3 separate regions of the Sus scrofa genome follow, and all the other regions are linked to region 3. Evidence: chromatin contacts called from public Hi-C and promoter capture Hi-C data. All regions are on one chromosome and are shown on one strand. Each heading gives the region's core, a stretch centred on a gene start, on an enhancer-like site or on the middle of the called end of the contact. The rest is flanking DNA. Distances are from core to core; before and after follow the strand shown. Region 1 holds the start of SMARCA5 (SWI/SNF-related matrix-associated actin-dependent regulator of chromatin subfamily A member 5). Region 2 overlaps GAB1 (GRB2-associated-binding protein 1). Region 3 holds the start of USP38 (ubiquitin carboxyl-terminal hydrolase 38).

What was found. Promoter capture Hi-C pulls out the DNA fragments that hold promoters and counts their contacts. Hi-C and Micro-C count contacts between places; a contact is called where the count stands out from the background.
Region 1: a contact with region 3 is called in a promoter capture Hi-C map of liver, with 2.9 times the contacts expected there. The contact joins the promoter of SMARCA5 here to the promoter of USP38 in region 3. A contact is called at or near these places in 2 of 5 promoter capture datasets (fetal liver and liver), 2 of 47 Hi-C or Micro-C datasets (liver and skeletal muscle) and 2 of 2 datasets of contacts at active chromatin or transcription factors (alveolar macrophages and skeletal muscle).
Region 2: a contact with region 3 is called in a Hi-C map of skeletal muscle, with 5 times the contacts expected there. The contact joins the enhancer-like site here to the promoter of USP38 in region 3. A contact is called at or near these places in 3 of 47 Hi-C or Micro-C datasets (heart right ventricle, liver and skeletal muscle) and 1 of 2 datasets of contacts at active chromatin or transcription factors (skeletal muscle).

Annotation. Positions count from the first base shown.
Region 1 is chr8:84,222,633-84,227,313 of Sscrofa11.1, forward strand. SMARCA5 (SWI/SNF-related matrix-associated actin-dependent regulator of chromatin subfamily A member 5) reads right to left here and starts at 2,311. Exons shown (of 24, transcript XM_003129174.5): 1 at 1,615-2,311. The coding sequence starts at 1,791.
Region 2 is chr8:84,321,060-84,325,474 of Sscrofa11.1, forward strand. All of the region lies in intron 1 of GAB1 (GRB2-associated-binding protein 1), which reads right to left. Among named protein-coding and RNA genes, the nearest start is that of GAB1, 68 kb to the right of the region's middle. Within about 2 kb of position 3,027, at least 31 of the 83 cell types and tissues checked have an H3K27ac peak or open chromatin away from gene starts, as enhancers often do. A contact at or near this core is called in skeletal muscle, where this site is marked.
Region 3 is chr8:84,598,067-84,602,620 of Sscrofa11.1, forward strand. It overlaps USP38 (ubiquitin carboxyl-terminal hydrolase 38), which reads right to left and starts at 2,978. Exons shown (of 10, transcript XM_021100666.1): 1 at 1,719-2,978; 2 at 5-140. The coding sequence starts at 2,400.

The DNA.
Region 1 (4,681 bases), core at 1,061-3,560, 380 kb before region 3:
TAGTTAAACTTTTATTCCACTTTAACTTTAAAAATAGCAACTGAAGCCAAAATATTCAGTTTAGGCTTTAAATTATTCTGCTTTCTGATTCTGTAACACCCCTAGTGAGACTGTGCTTGTTATTCCAAAATTTGAATGACAGCCCCCTTTGAGAAGCTGAGAACAGCAAAACATCAATTTGTTCAGAACGGTATATTTACATACAATTGCTTTCAATGTCAGACTTTCAAACCCCCTTAGGCCAGGAAGCAGGAATCCACGTTAACCCTGATAATTCAAAAAACGATTTAAAACCTAAAGAGAAAAATAGGCAACACCAGACAGGAATTTGAAACAAATCTCAAGACACCGAAAACTACAGAATACCAGAAGTCCTATTCTATCGAGGTCCACCTTCACCTAAAAGTTCTTCCAAAAACTAACGTGTTACTTCATCCTAGACTAGACCGCTGGGGCCCAAATAAAACTACTGCGCCAAATGCTTCAATGGTAAACCGCGCTACCATTTCCTTATTGCGTTAATTCTGCAGCAATGTTCATTTTTAAAGCAGTATTACCTTAGCTCAATCTATCTAAGGATGGAAAAGTCCCAGAAATCTCTGGCCTGCGACTATAACATATATCAAAACAGATCGAAAGCCAAGAATAAAATTTGGAAGGAGCAAGCAATCACTTTGTTCCCAGACATCGCAAAGCCTTGGAGCACACCCAAGAGACCCGCCTGGCTGTTCCCCAATCTTTCCACCCCCGCAGTATTGTCACCATCCCCTGGCCGGCCAACCCCAGCCCAGAAGGCAGGCTCCGCGGCAGGGAGGGGTACCAATTCTCAAATACAGGCCAATGCCCTACAGGAGTGCTGGTCTGAAAACCCCCAACCCCCCCCCAACCCCTGACTCACTAAATCATTCATCCTTCCATCCATCACCCCACCCCCAAATTAGATGGGGGTTCCAGACAGCTGCCGCTGCCTTGGTCGCTTCCCTCCCAATGGAACAGCGCCTGGGAGGAGCCTCCTCTCCCTTCACAGGAGCAGCTGCGCCCCGCTTATCCCCACTGCGCCCTCAGCCATCCAGCTCTCGCCATTGTTTCTGCCCAGAACAGATACCGCCCCCGCAAGGACCGGGATGAAGAAAAGGAGGCCCAAATCCTCGGATGCGCTGCTTTTAAATGCCTTCCCCACCCCGTCCGTCTACCCTCGTTCCTAAAGGGAAATCTCCCTCCCCCTCCCCCCAGGTTTAGTGGAAACTAAAATCGAGATTCAGAGATGGGCGAGGGAATTATGGGAGCCTCACTTAAAAAAAAAAGTCGGCAGATCCGTCTCGGCCTCAGTAATCAAGAACATGTGTCTAATAAGAGCGTTTGAGGATTTGGCAAGGTTCGCGAAAGAGACAAATAACGCAAATATGAGGTGCCAGAGACCCAGCTGAGTCTACTTGCATAGGTAAGCAGAAGGGCGCAAGGGAGAGCATCATTTCGGATCATCCAAGGGTCTGAGGCCGAGTTTGGGTGCAGAGGAGTGAAGTTCGGCTTCGCGTTTTATCACCAATACACAGCAGAGGGAACCAGTTCCTCCTCCCTATCCCGCCCTCTCCCCATGCCACAGGCCGTCCTTACCTCCATCTCGGAGTCCGTGGGGCCGGCGCCGGCCGCGGAGGGAGCCGCCGGGACGCCGAAGCCCTCGGGGCCGCCTTTGTTGCTGTTGTTGCTCCCGCTACAGGCGGCGGAGGATGCGGGCTTGGAAGGCGCGCTCTCGGGAGGCGGGGGTGGCGGAGGGTCGGCCGCGGACGACATGATGTTCCGTCTGCGTCACCCGCTGCTGCCAGAGGCCCGGCCCAGCAGGGATGAGGAGGAGGCCTAGGCCTGGGTGGCTACGTCGCAGTGAGCCGATGGAGGAGCGGAAGGACCACCCGAATGCTTCCTCTCCGCAGCTCGGCGACGAGCCCAAGCCAGGCCCAGGAGCCTCCCCCTCTAGCTGTCCTCCTCTTCCTCCCGGCTCTGGGTTCGACCGGCGCTTTACCTCACGGCGGGAATCACGTCGACGAGGGTGGGCGGGGCCACCCGGGTCACTGAGGTCAGAGAAGGCAGGCCGATTTACAGGAGGGCGGAGAGTTGGGGGAAAAAGAAAGGAAAGCAAGAAGGACCAAGACCAGGAACTAGCCTAGCCGCCTCCTCTTCTTCCTCTGGTAGATATCAGGTATCTCGCCAGCATCCAGGTCTACTACCTACGCCACCGACTTTCAACACTCGCGAGATTGATAGTTAGCTAAGAGACCGGGGTTTCAAAGTACGCATGCGCATTCTCTACTCCAAGCTCTTGGCCACGCCCCCTGTGCCCCTACGGGCTCTAGGGCGATGAGTGGGCGGGGCCTCAAAGGAGGGCTCGGAGACGTAAGTTTGTGCGTCGGTTTCCGGGCGTGACGCCACCGCAGTCTTACAGTCGTTCTTAACGGCTCGCTGTGCCGGGTCGCTGTGCTTCCCCAGCTTGGCAGTAATCCCAGCGCTGCTCGAAAAATTGCCCGGGTCTTGCGCCGCCTGCTGCAGCGTAGAGGCTTCTGCAGGCCTCTCTTTTACCGCCTCCGCTTATTGGCGTGACGCCACAGAGTTGACAATGATACGGTTTTCCCAGTTGACGTCTCACTGTTTTGTTGTCTAAGAAGAGTGCCTGTTAGTGTGATTTTTGTTTGTTTTGTCATCCTTATGTTAGCTATATGATTGATCATTTCTAAATTCCTTCTTCGGTAGAGTTAGACGATATTTCCTCTAAGTTTACATGCTAAAAGTAAGCAAACTGCGCCAACCACCATGTGAGAAACAAGAGTAATTAGCAGATAAGAAAGAGAGGTAATAGGTTATATCTTTTCCTCAACCACCAAATATTAAATAAAAACAGACATTCTTCTAAAAAAGTGTTACAAGTAATCACTGGTTTGTACATTGCTTTACGCTATGTTCAACACAGCCTTTTGCATCCACCTACTGCAGAATTTAAGCACATGGTGTTCTATTTGACAGCAAATCTGCATACTGCACTAAATTGTTATTTGCCCTGCATAGGCTCTTACTCATCTTTATATCCCCATATCCAATATTCTATTAGTACGTATTGAATAAAGGAGACAAACTTGTCAAGAGTCAAGGTTTGACCAAACCATTGACTATGCTGAATTACAAACAGAAGGGATTTCCTTTGAATATTTAACCTGCAAACTTTTAACCAATTCAATGATAATTCTTTGAGATCTGGAAGAATGTTCCCCAGCCTATTAGAAATGCCCTGTCTGAGACTCTAGGGAACCCCCAAGGATAGATAAAAAGAAAACTATATAAATGATGATCATCATCGTCTTTATATGTACTTGAGAAATGCTAGCACAATATAGTCCAACATTGAAAGTTTGATTTTAAAACTGTTGTATACCACAAAGTGAATTATTATTAACTTGTAACAACCAGACTGTAGAAAAAAGTTTATTATATAGTAGTAACTAAAAAATTTTAACAGTTCAAAAATATAGATAAAACTTTGGAAGGATAGTCCTAAAATTATTGAAAGTGATTGTTGTTGATGTATATTACCTAATTCATTTTTGTTTCTCTTTTTTTATTTTTCTAAAATGAGTTTGTGTATTATTATTTATTTTATTTTATTTTTTTGCTTTTTAGGGCTGCACCCTGGGTATGTGGAGTTCCCAGGCTAGGGGTCCAATTGGAGCTACAGCTGCCAGCCTACACCATAGCAATGCAGAATCAGAGCCATGTCTGTGACCTACCCAACAGTTCACAGCAAGGCCAGATCCTTAACCTGCTGAGCAAGGCCAGATATTGAACCCGCAGCCTCATGGTTACTAGTCAGATTCATTTCTGGTGCACCGCAACGGGAACTCCGAGTTTGTATATATTGAACAAACTTATTTTTTAATATTTAAAAAATCATTTTACCAAAAAGATTATATGGGAGGGTAAAAAGGTAGTGTCTAGGGTGGTAGCCGACATATAGACACTCAATAAATAGTTGAGTAAATATTTATTTAATATTGACATTGTTAAGTAAAAAGAATAAAGCATTTATTTAACATTCAGAATATTTCTTCATTCTTTAATGATAGGTAAATATCTTGAGTCCTGGTTTGAAAACCCTAAAAATATGCTGAATATAAGTGGATGACTCTTAAGCCTGATAACAATGTAAGGAAAGCAAATAGCAAGAAAATAAATAAAACTGTCTCCAAAGTGGCAACTGTCTTTTTTTATTTTTTATTTTATTATTATTATTATTATTTTGTTTTTTGTCTTTTTAGGGCTGCACCCGAGGCACATGAAGGTTCCCAGGCTAGGGGTCTAATTGGAGCTGTTGCCGCCAGCCTATGCCAGAGCCACAGCAACGCCAGATCCAAACCTCGTCCGTGTCTGCAAACTATACCATAGCTCACGGCAATGCCGGATTCTTGACCCACTGAGCGAGGCCAGGGATCGAACCCTAAATCTCATGGTTCCTAGTCAGATTCATTTCCACTGTGCCAGGATGGGAACGCCTGTCTTTTTTTAATATAAACATTTGTGTTGGGAGTTTCTCATATGAGCATATGAAAGCTGTATGAGAATCTTGTGGGGAAAATTAAAGAGGAAAGATACTTAGAAGAAAGGAGGAAGAGAAAATAGAATGTTTAAATCCATGAGTCTA
Region 2 (4,415 bases), core at 1,777-4,276, 280 kb before region 3:
AACATAGAAAAAAAAGTCTATTTGGTCTTTTTACTTTATGCAAAATTATTTTTTTATATTAACTTCTCGATAGAATTTGTTTAGATTTTATCTTCTGCATTTAGTTCCAAGAAATATTTAAAATCTGTCAGCTATTAAAAAAATAAGGGAGAAGTTCCCACCGTGGGGCAAAGGCATCAGAGGCACCTCTGCAGTGCCGGGATGCAGGTTCGATTCCCTCCACCCAGCACAGTGGGTTAAAGGATCTGGTGTTAGCACAGCTGTGTGTAGGTGGCAACTGTGGCTCGGATTTGATCCTTGGCCCGGAAACTCCATATGCTGTGGGGCAGCCAAATAAAAAATAAATAAATAAATAAGGGAAAGAACCTACAGCCAGCAACAGGCTGAGCCCTACGCTTGTATGTTATAAACTTCAAATGCCTGTGCCTCCTAAAGTGCTGTGGTGGAATCTATATTTCTGGGGTTATCTGATATCCAAGTGAAGTGTTCTGGCATAATAAAACTATGTAAGACATACGGGCATTTTCTTAACTTTTTTGTTTTTACAGCCACACCTGCAGCATATGTTGGTTCCTGGGCTACTGGTCGAATCAGAGCTGCAGCTGGAGACAACGCCACAGCCATGGCAACACCAGATACAAGTCACATCTGTGACCTATGCTGCAGCTTGTGTCAGCATCAGATCCTTAACCCACTGACTGAGGCCAGGGTCTGAACCCACATCCTCACAGAGACAATGCTGGGTCCTTAACCCACTGAGCCACAACAGGAACTCCAACAAATTAATTTTTAATAAATGACAAGCAAAAACAAATTCAACTGAAAAACCAGAGGAAAATTATATATCATCCTATCATCAAAAAAATATATCTTTTCATATATTCATCTTTTTATTTATATACATTCATATTTTTAAAGTAGCTAGCATTTAAAATAAAGATGAATGTATTTTTAGTTTTATAAGCCACATACCTACTTTCAGAAGTTTAAAATTCTTGGCTTTAAATTTTTAATTCCTTAATATTTCACTTGTTGTGAACTTTTTATCATGCTAGAATTATGAAAATAAAGGTGAAGCCCTCACTGAAATGCTTTCTGAAACCCAATAAAAAAACACTTTTGATGACTGTAAAAACAAAACAAAACAAAACCAAGACATTTATTTACTGTGGGCTTTCTTAGCACTGCACCCTAGATACACTCTAGCAATTAAGATATTTAATTATAACTCCAATATCCTGCTGGGCCTTGTCCAATTTGCTACAGTATGCAGTTGATGCTCTAAGCAAATAATATCTAAAATAAACATGTATTTTCTCCAAAGAAATCCTATTACCTTGTTTACCAATAATGGTGAAGAAAATCACATTGTGTAGAATGATTAAGTCCAACAGAAGAGTAATTTATTCCAGAAAAAAATCTTTTGAGACTTTAACCTACGTTAAAGGCATTATTATAACTGGAACACATTCTCATAATAAATACCTTGACTTCTTGGCCATTTAAATGTTCATCCTTAAAAATTAACAGGTTAGGCAATCTATTTATAGATTATTTACAATGAACAAAGGAGAGTTTGGTTTAAAAATAGAGGAAAGGTTGGGGAGAAACAAAATACCTCTAGTTAAAATTTGACTAGCTTTAACAAAGAAATAAAAACAAAAACACTGCTCTGTATATTGCTGAATAACTGACCATGTCTTTTGTTGAATAATTGACCATGAAAAGGCAAAAGTAATGAGATTTTCATTTAAAGATTAAGATTATGTAACCCTAGGCTGGATGAGGTCAATGATTTGTGGTAACTAGATCCAATTCTTGGTGGAGCAGAGACAAAGGAAGACTGAAAAACACAACATCTTTGGCTAGCCCCCTAGACAAGGCACCGAAGCCCCCACACCAACCCCATATGGCATTCTAGTCTTTAGGAGCAGTTAGAAAAGAATCATCAGAAATAAAAACTATCCAGCTTTGCAGTCATCAATAATTCCTTGTGGGGAGCATTATAGGGATGGGGGAGTGGGAGGTACAAACTAGTAGGTGTAAGACATGCTGCCAATATAATATGTAAACATAGCCAATATTTTGTTATAACTGTAAATGAAGTGTCACCTTTAAAAACTGCATAAGAATTAAAAAGTATAACAGAAAGAAAAGAGTATAAAGGGAAAGAAAAAAAAAAGAATCCCTTCTGGTTCCTCTCAGCCTCTTCTTTTCATCAAATGGCTTAGAGGGCAACCATAAGTAATCGTTTGTTTATATTCAGTCTCCTGGGAGCTCCATTTTCACTGCCCTTTTCTCAAATCCCAACACACACAATGCTTCACAAAAGCAGGGACCCAGGGAGTAGTGACTGACTGACTGACTGAATGAATGAATGAGAGTCTTCATGTACAAGGTGCACCCTCCAGGGATCATCATTACAATCATCCATAAACAATAATTAAGTGGTTTGAGGTTTGAGGGTGGAAACATGCTAGAAAAGCATAAGAAATATACTGTGACAATGAATTAATTGGAAAATTACCATAAGCTTGAATAAATGTTTACACTTTAAATACAGAAATAAGCGTAATAAAAACCACTCTAGATGCTATTATATGAAATACATTAAGGAAAAAAAAAAAATGTTCCGGCAAGGTATCCCGAAGGAGCAGCAGACACGCGGGCATAAAATTATAGCGAAGGCAATGCGGGGCATAGGTTTCCTTTTTTTTTCTCCATTCTTTCGTCTGCCCCCTAGTGGCGTCCTTAGGAGCAGAGAAAACATGAGAAAGGCAGGCACTACAGAAATCAGGAAAAACCAAAACAGCACACAACACAGAACAGAACAAAACAAAGCACAACAAAGCACAAAAAGAGTACTTTGGACTTCTACAAATCAGTTACTCAAGAACAGAAAGTTAACTTTGGAATTTTCTATTCCACACTTTTGCCCCAAAGACAAAACTTGTGTATTCACTTAGGTAGGTTCACTATTTCCTTGTGCACCTTTGGACTTTTGATCATTACCTTTTAAGGAAAAGGCAGCATCTCTAGATGGCATCGAGGTAGTATGTGCATTTTTGGATGTGCAAGCAGACAATTTATTAACTGCTAGTTTCTAAGCTCATGTGGTTGGCCCGCTTTACTTTCTGTTTTTTCAGGTGTCTTTGATAGGAGTAGCTCAAACAAAATCATTTCCATAAGAACAATTCTGGAAAGCTAGGAGTTCATTTACACAGCACTTCAAATCAAGGGACAGGTAAAGTGAAACGAGACGCTGGTTCGGGAGTAGCAGGCATGGCTGAGTGACTCCTTGGGGAAAGCAGGCTTATCTCCATGGGGATCTTTCTGTCTGGAAAGGGGTGTGGGTTTTGCCAATGATCTCATCAGCAACAACGGGCTGCCCATTTTACACCCGAGTTTCACACTAACACGTACAGTTCTTTAAATATGATGACAGACGCTGCCACTGACTCACGTAAATAACCAATCACGTGGGACCCGCCCCCCCCTTGGGACTGGTGACACACATCTGCTAACCAGCCAGCCAGGGTTACACAAACTCTACTCACTGAACAAAACATCAGAAAATTTCTCCTAAAGAGAGATACGAGTATTAGACATGGGTTCTAGGCTTCCGTGATCCAGTGATTCTATTTCTTAACTTCTGGAGCAATCAGAATGCTTAATAACTCGTGATTATTTTAAACAAAATGATTTCTGGAGAGGTGATACTAGACTTTCTCTCCCATATAAGTACTTAACACATCTAAAACTCGTCCTGCATCGGTAAGAATTGTTTGCTAGAACTGTATTAAAAAAAAAAAAATCAGGAGTTCCCATCGAGGCTCAGTGGTTAACAAACCCAACTAGTATCCATGAGGATATGGATTCGATCCCTGGCCTTGCTCAGTGGGTAAAGGATCCGGTGTTGCCACGAGCTGTGGTGTAGGTCGCAGATGTGGCTTGGATCCAGTGTTGCTGTGGCTCTGATGTAGGCCAGCAGCTACAGCCTGGATTCGACTCCTAGCCTGGGAACCTCCATATGCTGTGGGTGTAGCCCTAAAAAGACAAGACCAAAAAAAAAAAAAATCAAATAGGGAGTTCCCTAGTGATTAAGGACCTGGCGTTGTCACTGCTGTGGCTAGGGTCACTGCTTTGGTGCAGGTTCTATCCCTGGCCTGGGAACTTTCTCATGCCACAGGCATGCCCCCCTCCCCCCCCAAAAAAAAATCAAAGGAAAAGATCCATACAAAAAAAGCATTCAGAGATGAATAAAAGCATAAAATAAACAGAGCTCCTTTAATTACCACGTATGACACTCTTTGAAGAAGTGCACTAGTATAATTCTAGCAGGTTCCAAAAACAGTTTCCTTCCAGTGCTTTATAACTATACCTTACAGGTCCACAGTATCAGCTTAAAACACCCT
Region 3 (4,554 bases), core at 1,728-4,227:
GTACCTGCAAAGAGCTTGGGTCATACTTGCATCTTTTACATTTGGATCCGTGGTAAGGCTCCTGATGAGAACTGTAATCATCTGAAGAGGAATGTGCTGCACAAGGCTTGCCAACGCTACAGATGGTTCAAATGATGCATCTGTTTTTTTAATGAAAAAGGAAAAGGAAAATAGCAAGAAGGTTCAAGTGAAGTGTTTAGAGAAAACAACAATTTACCACCCACCTCCCAAAATGTAACTGGAGCAAAAGTGTTAATCAGAAAGCAGCTGTTACTTTCCACCTCATGGGTAAACTCTAACACACAAGGAATGTTAAACTGCAGAAATGAGAGATTAAGAGTGAGCAGTGCTCATTCCACAGACACAAATGCTTCAATATAAAAACTATTCTTCACTATCACCATGTTTAGCTCACAAGTTACTTTACTTTCTTGCAGTATTTAATATCATTATTTTCGTGCTAAAATACTCATTTCTAAGGCAGTAGTCAGAAAAGAAGTGCAAGGTATTTAAATTCATTTAAACTCCCATTTTAGACCTTCCAAAATAATTTACATCTTAGTTACAATAATCATCACATTAAGGGAAAAATTTTTAAAATCTCTTAAAGATGTAGAAATTGAGGTGAATTTTAGGGGGACTTTGCTTAAACTACATAAAGATTAAGGAAATCCAAGGTGAGCACCTTTACTGTTACAGCTGAAAAGGTTCTGGAGAAATCTGTTCTAGCAACACAGACAATACAAGATCAATTAGAATTAAAATATAAACCAACTTGGATACTGCAAATATATAATTGGCAATTCTTTCATTAAAATATTCAATCTATCAAAAAGCATGGAGCCTGTTAAAACTCTACTCTTGTTTCTGATTCTCAAGATAAAAGGAGGATACTTCCTTTACAAGTTCAGTTTTGAACAACAGCCAGAGAATAGCTGTACCAAGCAAAGAGGGAGGGGAGGAACACAGTTTTGGATCTACTGTTTCACAACTTACAGAGCTGGAAGTGCCATGTCTGAACAAGGAATGTCAACGCACATGTTAAATTCCTGGCAATAAAGCTCTTTCCTGCTAAGTACTTAACCCCTCCCGGATTTCTAATGACACAGCTGATGGGCTATTTACACCTGGAACTCAAAAACACCTATTTAAGCCTTCACTTACTTTCCCTTCCCTCACTCCACCTGTATCCACTCTCACAAACTACTGTAGGTAGAAAATGGCAATATGCAAGAACTACATAGTTAAATAGGATAATCAGTAATAAAACAAATGGCATCCTCCATGAATTAAAAAAAATCAGAGAATTCAGAAACTAAGGAACAACTCATTCCAACAAGGTGACAGAGTCATAGCACAGTAATAATATGGTAAACATTTTTAATGCGGCTATTAGTCACTAATGAATAGGAGCTTTATATAGTAGCTGTCATTGGCAAAGCATTCCATAACTTGAGCAAAGGCTGGGTAATTAAGCAACCTGTTTTGCTCCAAAGGTCTAAGACTGACGTTCTCAACCTTTAAAACAAAAACACTGACTGTTTTTTAAGGTCCAACGTGACAGCCAGAATAGGGCAGTGGATGGGAATATGGATGAGAGTATTAAGAATGTTCTCCCATTAAGATGTTTTCAGAGCAGGGAAGCAAACGCGGTGTGTACATGAGAGGCACATATTAAATTTCCAAGAGAGATTTTCTTGGGGTGGAAGGACCCTTACCTGTGGAAGAAATGCTTGCAAAAACTTCTTGCAGGGAAGGCAGCAGGGTGGAGGGCTCCCCCTTCCAGATATTCTGCAGCAAGTTACTCACTTTTGTCACCTGCGAGACATATTCCCGCAGCTCTTTCTCCTGGGTGGACACGCACTGGAAGTGGCCTATCGTTCGAACCAGCTGTTGACAAAAAGTGATGGACAACTTCCCCTTGGGGATGCACTGCACGAAGTCGCTCAGGAGGTCGCTGAGTCGGGCGCACAGGTGCGGCTCGGGCCTCTCACACACCATCCGATGCACCTCCACCTGCAGCAGGCTGAAGAGGTCCAGCACCGAGGGGCAGCTCATGATCAGTTTCAAGCCGTTGTGAATGTAGTCCAGGATGGCTACGTCCTTCCTGTCCAGCGAGTGGTAGCCCTGCTGAAGGAGGCCCAGCACGAAAGTCTTATTGAAGAAGGACTCGAATTCTGGCCGGTGGTACCGCGCGTAGGCCTCCAGCACTTGGTGGCCCACTTGCCGCTGAAAGGGGTCCTGGCCCTCCAAGATAAGCCGGGTCGTCAGGTCAAACATGGCCTCGCACTGCGCCTCGTCCAGCCAATTCTCCGCCGACTCCACCACCTTCCTCACAATCACCCGTTTTAGGGGCAGGGGGTGCGAAGAGCTCACCAGGCCCTCCAGGATCTTGTCCATTGTCGCCACGCTGCAAAGCCAGGGCCAGGTGGTAAGGAGCGGGCAGCCACAACCCCGAGGTGTGCCTGGAGAAACCCGGGACGGAGGTGAATTTGGAGAGCAGCAGCTGGACCGACCACCGCCACTGCCTGCTCAGTAGCCTCATTTATCGGGCAGAGAGGGCCATCCAAGCCCGGGCGGGAGTTGGCAAGCCTGGGGCGCGTAAGAACCGGCACCGTCAGCGGTGGGCCTAAGAAGCCAGAGGCCCACACTCCGCCGCTGCCCCGGGCCCGCGGTCCCCTTCAGCATCAGCGCGGAGAGGCCAGCGGGGCCCCCCGGAGGCGGCGGACGTTCAGGCCCCGGGGCTGAGAGCGGGAAGATGAGGAAGTGCGCCTCCGCGACCCGTGGCAGATGTGGGAGTCCGGACTCCAACAGGTCGCGGGATAAAACCCGCCCTGGGTAGAGTCAAGAGCTGCTGTCACGGAGGGTGCCGGATCTGCCGGGGAGAAGTGGAGGTGGACACCCTTGACCCGGATGCAGAAGTGCAGCAAACAGGAAGTGAAGGAAATCGGAACTTCGGAAAGGCCCGCCCCTCCGCCCCTCCGCCCCTCCGCCCCTCCGCCCCTCCGCCCCTCCGCCCTCCGCCCCTCCGCCCCTCCGCCCCTCCGCCCCTCCGCCCCTCCGCCCCTCCGCCCCTCCGCCCCACCCTTCACCCTCCTTCTCCGCCCCAGCTCGTTTACACACTCCCGGGCTGCGCTCGGGGGCCCGCCCCGCCCCTTCGGTGCTACGCAAGCGCGGCCGCCTCTCTTGGAGTCGCGCGGCGACGCCCCCATCGCAGGGGATCCTTTGTAAGTGGTAGGCGGCTTTTCTGGAGGAGCGGCCAAGGAGCGGAAGTGTTAGAAGTGGCTGCGATTCTAGGATTCCCACCTTCCGATCTCTGGATCTCTGTCCGTTCTGTCCCGGTCAGGTTGCTTGTGATAGGCTGATAAAAGTTTATTTATGTAAAATCTTGTTAATGAGAAAGTTTTGGAAGCAGGAGTAGAAAAGCATTTGGGGAGAAAGTAAGGAAAAGAACTCAGAATTCGGATTGAAGGCAAATCGTTTAAGGTCTTAGATCTTTCATCAGTAAATGAGCTAGGGTTCTTAAATGCCAGTGCTTTACTCTTACATTGTGGTAAGGGATGTGTTGGCGGCAGTATACATTTGGAAACAGTTGTCAATAGAGGTTTGCTTTAGCAAGCTTTTAGCAAATCTCTTTCTCTCTCTCTCTTTTTTTTATTTGTAGGGCTACACCCGTGGCATATGGAAGTTCCCAGTCTAGGCGTTGAGTTGGATCTGAGCTATGTCTGTGACTTACACCACAGCTCGCTGCAACGGGGTATCTTAACCCACTGAAGAGGCCAGGGATGGAACCTGCATCCTCATGGAGCCCAGTCGGGTTCAAAGGTTCTTTACCACTGAGCCAGATGGGGAACTCCAGCAAATCTCTTTTAAATGAGCTTTTATGGCATATGGAAAATTTGTAAGTTGTCCAGAAAATGGGTGTAGAGTAAGGTAAATGATAGGTGAGAAAGAACGAAAGAGTATTTTGAAAAATAAAATACAAGCTTAAATTTTCATAATGTTTATATGTATGCTAACACTGAAGATGGTTTATAATGAAGAACAGATGAAGTCATCCTCCTTGTAGTCTTTCAAGTTAAACTGCAAAGATTCACAGTAAGAATTTAGTCTTTAATCAGAGGCCTTTAATTTGGAAAATATTGCCTAATTATAGCCCTGTTAAGTCTTCACCAATGTAATTGTGAAATCATTAGTGGCCTGTGATACTGACAAACTTTAAAAAATGGTTCATTTAAAGTATCCAGTGGAAAAATGAACAAATTGTAAGCTATTTACTTTGCTAAATAGTGTTTTGGTTTTTACCAATTTATAAAATGGTTATACTAGTATATTTAACACAGCAATTAGGGTAATCTTAAAAAGAATAGCAGTTTAGAGGAGGTAAGACCTGGGTAGAGAAAACCTGAGACCGAGTTTTCAGAAAGAGATAGAAGATAAAAGATAATTGATGGATCTAAAAAGCAATCTTGCTACAACACAGGAATAGCTTTGGAACTTTTTCTTTTCCAATAGATGGAAGATAGAACTACGGAGAAAAGTTTGGCTTTGCTG